Linked DNA regions of Mus musculus: regions 1 and 3 are each linked to region 2. A link is a contact called in public Hi-C and Micro-C data. All regions are on one chromosome and are shown on one strand. Each heading gives the region's core, a stretch centred on a gene start, on an enhancer-like site or on the middle of the called end of the contact. The rest is flanking DNA. Distances are from core to core; before and after follow the strand shown. Region 1 has its middle 34 kb from the start of Gm26559. Region 2 holds the start of Map1b (microtubule-associated protein 1B). Region 3 overlaps Map1b (microtubule-associated protein 1B).

Region 1 (3,620 bases), core at 158-2,657, 34 kb before region 2:
ACATGACTTTGAATATATATATACATATATATATATATATGTATATATATACATACATATATATACACATATATATGTATATATATATGTGTGTATATATATGTGTGTGTGTATATATATATATATATATAAAAAATTTCTCAGCTATGCAAAATATAAAGATACAATATGAATTGTATGAGGAGCTTCAGAGATCTAAAGGAACAGTGGCAGCTACAGTCCGAGCCAGCTTGTTGGAAAGACACAAAGACAGGCAGTTAAAATGCAGGCAGATTCTTGAGCTCGAGGTCACAGGATACTGATTCACAGGACAATCAAAAGGGAACCTAGAATAAATAACTGAATTGATATGTAAATTTAAAAAACTGAGCTTTTGGTCTGCATAGGAGGAGCTAGCCGAAAGCAGTAACAGTTCCTTAGAATTTTTCTTTAGCAATAACTGAGCTGTCTGGAGAGGAGAAACAGATCTTCAAGAATTTTTTTCTAACAGGATTTCTGATTTGGTCAGAAAATCCATGGAGAGCGAACATAGCTCTTTTAAAATTTTTTATAACTCTTTTAAAAATTTTTTCTCACAGGACTTTTGACCTTGGTCAATGAGAAATCCCGAGAATACTTAGAGAGCTAGCAGCTCTTTCCAAACTTCTCTAGCAGCATCCAAAGATGAAGAGCGAACAGAGCTCTTTTAGAATTTTTTCCAGCTTTCTAAATTTGATTGGAAAACCCAATAATTACTTTTGGAGTTTTTCTACCAGGTTTTTTGACTTGGTTGGAAGATCCAAGGATTTTTTTTTTTTTTTTTAATAGCAGTTTTTCTGACTTTGGTCAGAAAAGCCATAAGCTATACAGACAGCTTTTAGAATTTTTACTAGCAGAGAGAGCTGGCTCAAACAGAAAGCTAGCTGTCTCACCAGAGAGTTTTTAGAGTAGCAACAAAAAGTCATCTAGAACAGAGCAGAACAGAGAGAGAGACAGACAGACAGACAGAGCACAGTTTGGAAAGCCATCTAGGCAGGACCCAGGTGATCAGCTTGGATCCATGATAATGACTTCTAGTTGTTTCTTTTCAGCGCTCCCAGGCACCCTGTCACTCAGAAACCAGGACCCAGCCGATGCTCGTTCTTGGCCTGCATCACTGTGAGCAGAAGCAGGAGCTACACGGCCGCCCACACACAGAGCAGACGGCACGCCACCAGCGATGGAATGAGGCACCTCTGGCAGTCCTATGGCTTCAGGACTGCAGCTTGAGATCTTGTGCATTTTGAAGGAGGGTAAAGAGAGCCAGGAGTCAGTTCCACAACGAACATAGGAAGAAATGTGTTCTTAACCCACCATAGCGTGGAGCATCCCTCAATAGTACAATGATCCACTGGCTTAGGATCTCTTAGACTTTCAGTCAGCATCTGTTCACAGGGGATACATAGTGATCAGCCAATAAGCCTTGGTTCTATTTTTAGATGCTGCTCCTCAGGCATCTCCACACCGCTCAGAAACACAGTCTTAAGTCTGCCTCTCGTTTGAAGAGGGAAATGCATTGTGTTTACTGGGTCTGTTCACATCCCTTTTCATAAACAGGTTAATTTCTTGGGAATACTTAGACATGTATTTTCTGGCCCACACAAAACCACTCAAAGAGCAAACAATTGAAAATCGTATTTGGTTTTATTTTGTTTGTTTTCTAGTTTGTGAGAAACATGACACTGTAGTCTAACATGGCAGATCACAGATTCAGAGACCAGAACTGGGGTTGTAGCTCAGCGATAAAATATTTGCCTGGTACATGAGAGAACATGGCTTTCATCCCCAAATACCACACACGAAACAAGGACAAACACCATACACATAGGACAGACAGGGCCTTGGAAGAACAACAGATGCCTTGCCTTTGGAGAATTCTACGGTAAATATGGAAAAGGGTAAAAATGTCTCTACATTTTCTCCCATCAAGCAGAGACTAAGCACACTGGCAAGGGTATGTGGGGCAATCTTATTGCTTCATTCTGCAGAGCTCCTGTCAGTTTGAATGAAGCCTTCCGTCATTAGCTCAGATACCCATGGCAACAACAGCCCTGCATGCTTTCTGAATGGTAGGCTGGTTTTCCATCCTACAAAACACTTCCCTGGTGTGATCTTATTTAACGTCACGATATCTCAGTGAGGAGGGCACTACCTAATTTTCTCCAGAGCACTCTCTGACCCTTTATCACTGAGAGAAAACAAAGGCAAGCAAATGTCTTCTGCTCTGCTGTGAGATCCCAGAGAACATAGGAGGAGCCAGAGATAGACGCAGGGCCTGGGTCGTCAGGTTCTGATACTGTGAAGCCAATGCAGCAGGTAACACTTGCTTTTCCAATACTCTCTCATGGGGAGGCTCACAGTGCAGTTTGAGTAGCTGGTGTTGAGCTCACGTAAGTCCTCCGAGTGGACAGGAAAGAATGGGTCTCTGTGGCAGAGCTCGTCCTCCCTCTGCTTAGTCAGCATCTTTTCCCTCCGAGCAGGGAGCAGCTGGGCTTAGTGAGCCGGAACCCAAGCAGATCAATAGCATGAACAAGTGAAGGCGTCGTTAGCAGAGTACTAATGTTCACTGCACATGCGTCCAGGGTGCTAGTCACAGAGCGAAGGTTAAGTAGAGTTAGTGAAATGACAGATGATTCATTGTGTTGGAACATGGGACATTTTTCTGCCTCACTCCCTTAATATAGCTTCAGTGAGGGGGAACTCCATCCTGTTTTTGAGTATTTGCAACGATACTTTATGTGTAATGTTTATATAAGTAATAAAAACACTATATATATATGATGTAGATGGCTATATATGTAAATATATATAATAGATGCAGGCAGTGTGTCTACTAGTTACATTGTGTGCAAAACAAAAGCTGAATGTAGTTTTTGTTGCTCTAGCACACCGTGTAAGGCAGCCAGATGCCAAGTTCTTTGACAAATGACACTGGTCAATAGTCACTCAACATGTTTTGCAAAATCAAGTTCCTGCATTTTTTGAGATTATTTACTGCTCTATTTTTCTTAAGTGAAAGCACAAACACTATAGCAATGAAGAATGGCTTTTAACCTAAGCATGCTGGAAAGTCCCTGCTGATGCTCTGCCCCCCTGCCCTTGCAGGCATAGTCCTTCCTCTGTAAGAGTGAGCAGAAACCTAGAGCATGCTGGCACTTCCTTCCTGACACTCACCACATATCTTCCCTATGTTGTGATGGGGGACAAGGTTTTTAACTCAAGGTTAAAAAAACAAAGTCCCCTGTATCCCTTTAAGTGCTGTGAGGCAGGGGGCTAACATACCCAGTGAAATGGAGGACATAGATACGTTGATTTTTCCTGTGAATAAAGTTTCCAGGAATAAAGTTTCAAAATCAGATCGATTGCATGAAATTTGACTGAGGCCATGCATGCAAAACTGTTAGCTTTATCAAAGGCTAGGGGACTTGTGTCTCTCACAGGATCTCACATTTTCTCAAAACACTTCTGCACAGATACTAAACAGACAGAGACATTTCATCTGATGCCTAGCCACCCAGGGAAAACTGCCCTGCTTGTCTTATTTCTCACCTACAATTATACCAGGAGAAAAAGAAATCACACCTTCCTGTTGCCCTAGGCAT
Region 2 (3,734 bases), core at 1,041-3,540:
ACAAATACCCATATAGGCATAGGAGTAATGGCGGTTCAGAGAAATGGAGGACAGCTCACTAGATGAAGCCATCCTGGTGGTTGGCCTCCAAGAAGATGTTCTTTGCCTCCTCACCTCCACCATGGATCATCCTGCTGCCCTTTCCTAAGAGTAACTGCATATCCTCTTTAAACTTGTTCAATTGTGACCAAGTCTCTGCGGCAAGCTTACTGCAGACCCCTAGCGTCATAGGTCAGACATCATCTTTAGTCACGACTCATCAGACTAGTGTGGTGTTTGGCTGCTCACTGAGTATTGTCTCTTTAGGTTTCAAGAAAGAAACGGGGCAAAAAGGCCTATGTCTTAGTCAGGGTTTCTATTCCTGCACAAACATCATGACCAAGAAGCAAATTGGGGAGAAAAGGGTTTTTCAGCTTACACTTCCACACTGCTGTTCATCACCAAAGGAAGTCAGGACTGGAACTCAAGCAGGTCAGGAAGCAGGAGCTGATGCAGAAGCCATGGAGGGATGTTACTTACTGGCGTGCCTCCCCTGGCTTGCTCAGCCTGCTCTCTTATAGAACCCAAGACTACCAGCCCAGAGATGGTCCCACCCACAAGGGGCCTTTCCCCCTTGATCACTAATTGAGAAAATGCCTTACAGTTGGATCTCATGGAGGCATTTCCTCAACTAAAGCTCCTTTCTCTGTGATAACTCCAGCTGTGTCAAGTTGACACAAAACTAGCCAGTACAGCCTATGACAAGTAAATCGTGGGAGTCAACACCTAAGACACTGGGCTATCGGGAAAGTCTCACAATAGGTTTTGTTTGTTCTGTTTCATTTTTAAACAGGGTCTTATGTATCCAGGCTGACCTTGAACTCATCAGCTAAGGATGACCTTGAACTTCTGATCCTCCTTGTCTGCATCGCCTGAGTGCTGGGACTACACTGCCCAGTGCTTCCGGTGCCAACATGGGCGTGAAGTCCACCAGCTAAGCTACAGCCCCTCCAGTTGGTATTTTAAAACTGGTGTATACTCCAGTGTTAAAGGTATATTGACTAGTATATACCAAACTGCTATTTAGTATGTTATATTTAGTATAAATTAAAACTAGTATACACTCCAATATTAGTTATTTTAGATGAAAATAGGCTTTTCCCCCCTATTCCATCTAATTCCATCTATTTTCTCTTCTAAAATGATCCCCAGTCTTCATGATGATGAGGCGCTTGCCCCCCTCTTCTGCCCTAATACAGAAATGTACTCATTAGATTTGTGAGAAATGAATGTTTACGATGGCCTTTAGAAACATTATTAGGAGTTCTTCTAAATATAGACAAAAGCAATAAAAACTCCCAAAGCTACATGTATCTTAAAAGACATCATTGTCACACAAAATAATTTTGCCTGTGTATCCCCCAAGGAACTGAAAAGCACATTATAGTCGCTGTAATCCTGCAGAGACAGTGTCTTCTCTATTCTTTGTTATGCCTGATGCTATCTGTTCAGCATATTAAGAAAAGAAATCTGTATCTAGCATAATATGTCTGCCTCTTCTCATTCATTTCCCATGAGCACCAAAAGCCAGTTCTTTTTTGAGCGTTAGTTAGTCCTTCCAGACTAGACTCCAAAGTCTGAACAAATTAGGCTTAGGTCTTGCAAAGTCTCTTTTAAGCGAAGGTGATAAATATTCCTGTTGTTTAAAAAAAATGGACAAATACGCCTTTCTATATCTACAAGGTCAAAAACTCAGGTTTGTGTTCTTGGGCGGGGTACCCTCAACCCAGCGCCCACTGTGACTGCAGCAATTACTCAAATTCTGACTTCACGTGGATGAGGCACAGGCACAGGCCTGAAGATGCGGAATCTGACTCAGGACATAATCCCGCTCTGAAACAGGAAGTAATCCCCACTCCCCAGGTTGATGGTTTAGGGCAAAGAAAGTGTGTGTATGTAAGGGTGATGGTGCAGAAGGCCCTCGGGTTGCAGCAGAGTTCTTTGGGTCCCCTAGAGCCTGGCTCCTGGCCCTGCCCAGACCATTGTCCACACACCTCGTCCTTCCAGCTTCCGGGCCGCCGGCGAAATGATTTGCTGCAGATGACATCAGCCCTGGGCTAAGGGCTGGAGGAGTGGAGGCAACCACCACGAGGACGTGCCGGGTGGTCCTTTCCTCCTCCTCTTCCTCCCAGGCTCCTAGCCTAGTCTCCATATAAACGGCACCGCCTCCTCGGCCTCTCACTCCCCGCTCCTCTCTTCCGCGCAGGGAGAGGGCGGAGGGGGAGGCGACGCGTGCGCCGGGAGGAGGGGGGACGCAGGGGGCGGAGCGGAGACAGCACCTTCGGAGATAATCCTTTCTCCTGCCGCAGAGCAGAGGAGCGGCGGGAGAGGAACACTTCTCTCAGGCTTGAGCAGAGCCGGCAGGATGGCGACCGTGGTGGTGGAAGCCACCGAACCGGAGCCATCGGGCAGCATCGGCAACCCGGCGGCGTCCACCTCGCCCAGCCTGTCGCACCGCTTCCTAGACAGCAAGTTCTACTTGCTGGTGGTGGTCGGCGAGACCGTAACCGAAGAGCACCTGAGGCGTGCCATCGGCAACATCGAGCTGGGTAAGCGGTCCCGAGGCCCCCCAGGGGCGTGAGTGGGGAGACGCGCCAGCACGACCCCACCCAGGGCGCGACGGCCACCTTGTTCTCCCGCACGCCCCGCACCCACGCCTCTCCGGGCCACCTCCCACACTCCATCTGGACTCTTTTTCTGGGCTAATTTCTAAATTATTTTATTTGAGACCCAGAGAGGGGATCTTTATAATAGCCCTGAGGGATAGGTCACCTGGCTGGGTCCGTGGCCACCGCCGACTTGGCTACCTCCTCTCGTGCTCTTTGAAATGCAGGTGTCAGAGGAGCGGAGGCCATAATAAAACCGCAACCGCAGGCGGAGAAAGGGTGGGGTGAGCCTAGCAAAACCTCTTCTTTCAGCTCAGCTCTCGCCCTAGCCAAAGGCTGGGACCCACCTCCCCTTACCCGAAAACCTGGGGTCAAAACACCATGTGCCAAGGCCCGCATGGAAATCGTCTTTATCACAGTCACCTCGTGCTCCCCGCCCCCGCCAGTCACACACACACACACACACACACACACACACACACACACACCCCTCTGAGAATAGAGAATGCCTTTTCTGACTTAAAACTTCCCGATTCTTTCTTTCCTGGGAATGACTAGGCTAGTCCTTGGGCCACGCCCGTCCCCCCCCCTCCCCCCCAGCCCCCGAGGATACAGGCATGGAACCCGTCTGCGCTCTGTTTCTAGACGAAGCCCAGCCTCGCTCTTGCCCCTGAGGTCCTGGCTGCAGCTTTCAGAAAGGACAATGGGACCCCAGGTTGCGTGGGTGGGCTTCTTTGAAAAGTCTTAGCTTCAGGAGCCATAGCTTGAATGGGAGGAGGAGGTGGCAGGGGAGGGTCAGCTCCTGCGCTGCTGCGCGCACCAGGAACGGGCTCTGCGGTAGCGGAATAGCGGTTCCCGGGGAACCCTGGGCGGGGCTGGGAGGGTCCGGGAGGGCACAGCCTTGGGCGGGCAACCATCGGCCCGCCCTTCAGCCCCACCCGGTCTGCCGCAGTGCCCGCGCTGGACAGCCGCACCTGCCCCCGCACTGCGGCGCCCCCGGCTGGCACGATGCTGGCTCTGCCCGAGCCTCGCGCTGTCAGGGGGCCTTGCGCCCACCTTTGGCTGTGAGCGGTTTTGTTGCGCTCCCGA
Region 3 (3,771 bases), core at 22-2,521, 50 kb after region 2:
GCTGATGAAAATAAAAAAGGAAACCTTTGTAAGGATTCAACAGGAACTTTGGGGGCCCCAAGAGTTATAGTATTTCATATTAAATTGGAATCTAATTATAAGGGGATCACTTTCCTGGGACTAAAGAAGATGAGATGTGGTACTTACTCGTGATTTTTAACTTGAGATGTGGGAAGGTGTCTGTCACACAGAGCCTCTGTCCACAAGAAACTGTTTCAGCTGGGAGAGGGTGGGGCTCCTTCAGAATTAAACTCAACTGGCACTTTAACCTTCCCCTGTCTTTAGCTATTGTCCTTTATAATACAACAGTGTAAGTCTGGGGATTTTAAAAAAAGATTTACTTATTTATTTTATGTATATGAATGCTCTATCTGCATGTATAGTTACACGCCAGAAGAAGACATCAGATCACATTACAGATGGTCATGAACCACCATGTGGTTGCTGGGAATTGAACTCAGGACCTCAAGAACAGCAAGCAGTCAGTGCTCTTAACTGCTGAGCCATCTCTCCAGCCCTGAGTTTGGGGATTTTACTGGGGGGCAGCAAAATGTGTCTTTGAATTGAATCAGGGAAGGCATCTTAGCAATTTCTCCGTTCCCTCTCTCTGTTTCCAGTTCCAGTTCCAGCATAAATGGGAATCTGCAAGCCGTTAGAAAGATGCTCTTATTGTGGATTAGGGGTGAGGCCCAAGGGGAGGTTCTCAGCGTGTGTTAGGAACTAAATAAATCCTCCTTAACCCAAACACGTCCTGTAGCCACTTCCTGGCTATTTTTGAAAAGACATAAAAGCGAATCGCATCTTTAATCAAGAGCTGTGGTAGCATTAGGTCTTTTACTACATGTTATATTTTTCTGTGAGCCTATACTTATTTGCCCAGCTAGAAATAGCTGGAGTTATTTAAACAATCATGACACTTATCTAAACAACGATTGTAGGCTGGAGTCGACTCCCTGATTACACTCTTTAGAAATAGTCCTTTATTTTTATTTGTGCTCTTTTGAGGTAGGAAGAGTTTGTCAATGTCCCTGTGATTGTTCCGTTGTATCAATGTAGTAGTCTAAAGATGTAATCATTTTATTCTGTATCATCCTTGAGATAAATATAGAGCGTCTCAAGGACTGGTGAAGCTGGGTATGGTGACGCTACTGCAGCCCCAGCACCGAAGGCTAAGGGAGGGTTGTGGTTGTGAATTCAAGGTCTGTTGAGGCTACACAGCAGAGCCCTGTGTCAGTACTCCTCACCCCCGAAATGACCTCTTAGCACTCTGAAAGCAGAGAACAGGGCAAGCAGCAGGACTCCCTCCCTTTCTACTACAAGGTCAAGGGTCCTGGGAGACTGTCTTCTCATCTTAAAGAGAAAATCAGACTGACCATGAGAAAACCAGGCTGACCGTGAAAATCAGTGAAGGCTCACTTGTCCTGTCACAGTGTCACCTAAACAGGGAACAGGTCTAGCCTTGGCCCTGAGAAAGATGGGAGATTTTTTTTTAAGTCAGAAAACCCAGGAGCACAGATCCCATTTGTATCACACAGCTGTTGAGAGATGCCCTTGGGCCTGGGCAACACAGTGGCCCTGTAAGGGAAACTGAAGCTTTCCCTAAAGTATTGAGACTCCATATTTAAGAACTCCAGGTCAGGGGAAAAGAAGAGCCAACCTTTTGTCAGCCAAAGCATTTGGCCCAGTGGTCTTGTGTGTGCCACAAGGAAAGGAACACTTTGGTGGCAGGTTTACCAATCACTCAATTTCCCTGTACCTCACTATCTCCATCAGTACAATGAAACTCCAGTAGAACTGATGTTACAATATGCAGAGAATAATAACCTGTCAGGAAATGGCAGCTGTCGTGGCCCTTAGAAATATTACCTACCTACAGCAGAAGGGACAGAGAAGGGAACAGGGAGGAGGCATGTGATGTCCTTAAAGGGCGTGTGTGTCTCTAAGCCCCCTCTTTTCTATCCTCAGCTCACATTGATCCTGTTAATGATGTGAGAGAAGATGGGGGGAGGGGTGTTGTCAGAACTGAGATGGAGCTCAGATCCTCCAGACAAGCTGGTGCTCCCATGCAGAGAGCCTCTGGACTGAGGCAGTGTGGTGAGCATGCCACGCCCTCTGAGGCACTAAGTCTGGCACTGGAGCACTAATAGACTGTGATCAGGAAGGCTGAAGGCCACCTAGTCACACTGTGTGGAGAAGGAGGATGACCAAGTTAGTGGCAGCAATTTTTCCCTGTGAAAAGCATTGTTAATGTGATAATTTAAAGACCTTAAAAAAGATTTATTTATTTATTTACTTATTTTATGTATATGGGTACACTGTTACAGTCTTCAGACACACCAGAAAAGGGCATCAGATCCCATTACAGATGTTTGTAAACCACCATGTGGTTGCTGGGAGTTGAACTCAGGACCTCTGGAAGAGCAGTCAGTGCTCTTAACCACTGAGCCACCTCTCTAGGCCCCTAAAGACCTTAAAAAAAATCAGGGGGGAGGGGAGGGCCTGGGGGACTTTTGGGATAGCATTTGAAATGTAAATGAAGAAAATACCTAATTAAAAAATAAATTAAAAGATTCACATAAATGGAAAAAAAATCCCCTCAGAGCTAACTAAAGGAACTAACTTGACAAATCTTTGAAGTAAGGGCTCTGAGACCAGTGGACGGCCCTTTTCTCTTTCTCCCCATTTCTCTGACTCTTCAGAGGAGAGGTGGATATAAAATGCGTTTACATGCTGGAAAAGAAAGTTAACCCCAAACCAAAAACAAATAAACAACAAAAAAAAGCTCTTTATAAATACCTTGCTGCCTGTTCCCTGCGGCTACAGCTCACTACATCACTCTGGGTGTCATTTTGACGTATTTCTAAGGAAATAGAGTTTTGTTTATAGAATTTTTGCTTCATCGTGTCAGTTCTCTCGCCTCTGCAAGCCTCGGGTATTTCCTGCTTGTTTACAGGTGAGTGATCTGAATTGGGTAAAGATATGAACTCATCACCGTTAAAAACCCCCTCCCTTTCCACTTAAGACCCTTTACCTGTTACGAATGCACATGGGTGGGATATTAATTATAGCACAGCAGGTATTGCTGAGGGGAGACTGTCACCTAGCTCAGAGCCATCTTGTGAGTTGTGTGGTACTTTGTCGTCCATCTGATGCAGATTGTCACACGGAGTCTCTGAAAACCAGAACCAAAGCATGGTGCGTCACAGAAAGATACTAAAAGTTGCTTATTAAGATCTCCCTTTAAAGATTTATTTTTATTTTATATGTATAGAAGAGTGTTGTGCCTGTATCTATGTCTGTTCATCGCTAGTATGTTTGGGACCCTCAGAGGCCAGGAGAGGGTGTTGGATCCTCTGGAACTGGGGTTATAGACAGTTACTAGCTGCCTAACATGGGTGCTGGGAACCAAACTCTGTTCCCTTGCAAGAGCAGTTAGAGCTCTTAGCTGCTGAGCCATTTCTTCAGCCCCTTGAAATAGTTTAGAAAGTAGGCAATTATGTTTTCTAGCTGTTCCTTTTCCAAAAGAACGGCCAGACAAGTGGCCAGCTCTAAAGCCAACAGCCTCAGCCAAGTGGATGAGAGCCCATGTTTTGGCCCTCCTGACTCACACCAGTAACCTAAGAGTTGAATTTGAACTTCTCTTGCAGCCCGGCTGTGGCTTCCAGGGAGGAATTGGAGAAATATCTAGATTAAGAATCAAAGACATCTTTCATGCTGCTTGGGGTGCTGTCACTAATTGAAGGTTCCCATTGCCGTGCGATAGAAGGCAGG

Evidence for each region. A called contact is a pair of places that touch in the nucleus more often than the background predicts.
Region 1: a Hi-C map of rod photoreceptor shows a contact between it and region 2, with 4 times the contacts expected there. The contact joins the enhancer-like site here to the promoter of Map1b in region 2. A contact is called at or near these places in 6 of 39 promoter capture datasets (the 3T3-L1 cell line, 3T3-L1-derived adipocytes, cranial neural crest and 2 more), 9 of 484 Hi-C or Micro-C datasets (the N1E-115 cell line, cerebellum, cortical neurons and 5 more), 5 of 115 datasets of contacts at active chromatin or transcription factors (differentiating embryonic stem cells, embryonic stem cells, forebrain and 1 more) and 2 of 9 other capture datasets (adipose tissue and liver).
Region 3: a contact with region 2 is called in a Micro-C map of granulosa cells, with 2.9 times the contacts expected there. The contact joins the enhancer-like site here to the promoter of Map1b in region 2. A contact is called at or near these places in 5 of 39 promoter capture datasets (HPC-7-derived erythroid cells, frontonasal cranial neural crest, liver and 2 more), 11 of 484 Hi-C or Micro-C datasets (the HL-1 cell line, cerebellum, embryonic fibroblasts and 8 more), 5 of 115 datasets of contacts at active chromatin or transcription factors (embryonic brain, embryonic fibroblasts, embryonic forebrain and 2 more) and 3 of 9 other capture datasets (adipose tissue, liver and pancreatic islet).

What each region holds. Positions count from the first base shown.
Region 1 is chr13:99,548,693-99,552,312 of GRCm38.p6, reverse strand. No RefSeq gene overlaps it. Among named protein-coding and RNA genes, the nearest start is that of Gm26559, 34 kb to the right of the region's middle. Within about 2 kb of position 1,407, at least 37 of the 459 cell types and tissues checked have an H3K27ac peak or open chromatin away from gene starts, as enhancers often do. A contact at or near this core is called in cortical neurons, hippocampal neurons and rod photoreceptor, where this site is marked.
Region 2 is chr13:99,515,158-99,518,891 of GRCm38.p6, reverse strand. It overlaps Map1b (microtubule-associated protein 1B), which reads left to right and starts at 2,290. Exons shown (of 7, transcript NM_008634.2): 1 at 2,290-2,588. The coding sequence starts at 2,405. Gm26559 (predicted gene, 26559) reads right to left here and starts at 2,258. Exons shown (of 2, transcript NR_167891.1): 1 at 2,034-2,258.
Region 3 is chr13:99,464,556-99,468,326 of GRCm38.p6, reverse strand. All of the region lies in intron 2 of Map1b (microtubule-associated protein 1B), which reads left to right. Among named protein-coding and RNA genes, the nearest start is that of Map1b, 50 kb to the left of the region's middle. Within about 2 kb of position 1,271, at least 10 of the 459 cell types and tissues checked have an H3K27ac peak or open chromatin away from gene starts, as enhancers often do. A contact at or near this core is called in granulosa cells and rod photoreceptor, where this site is marked.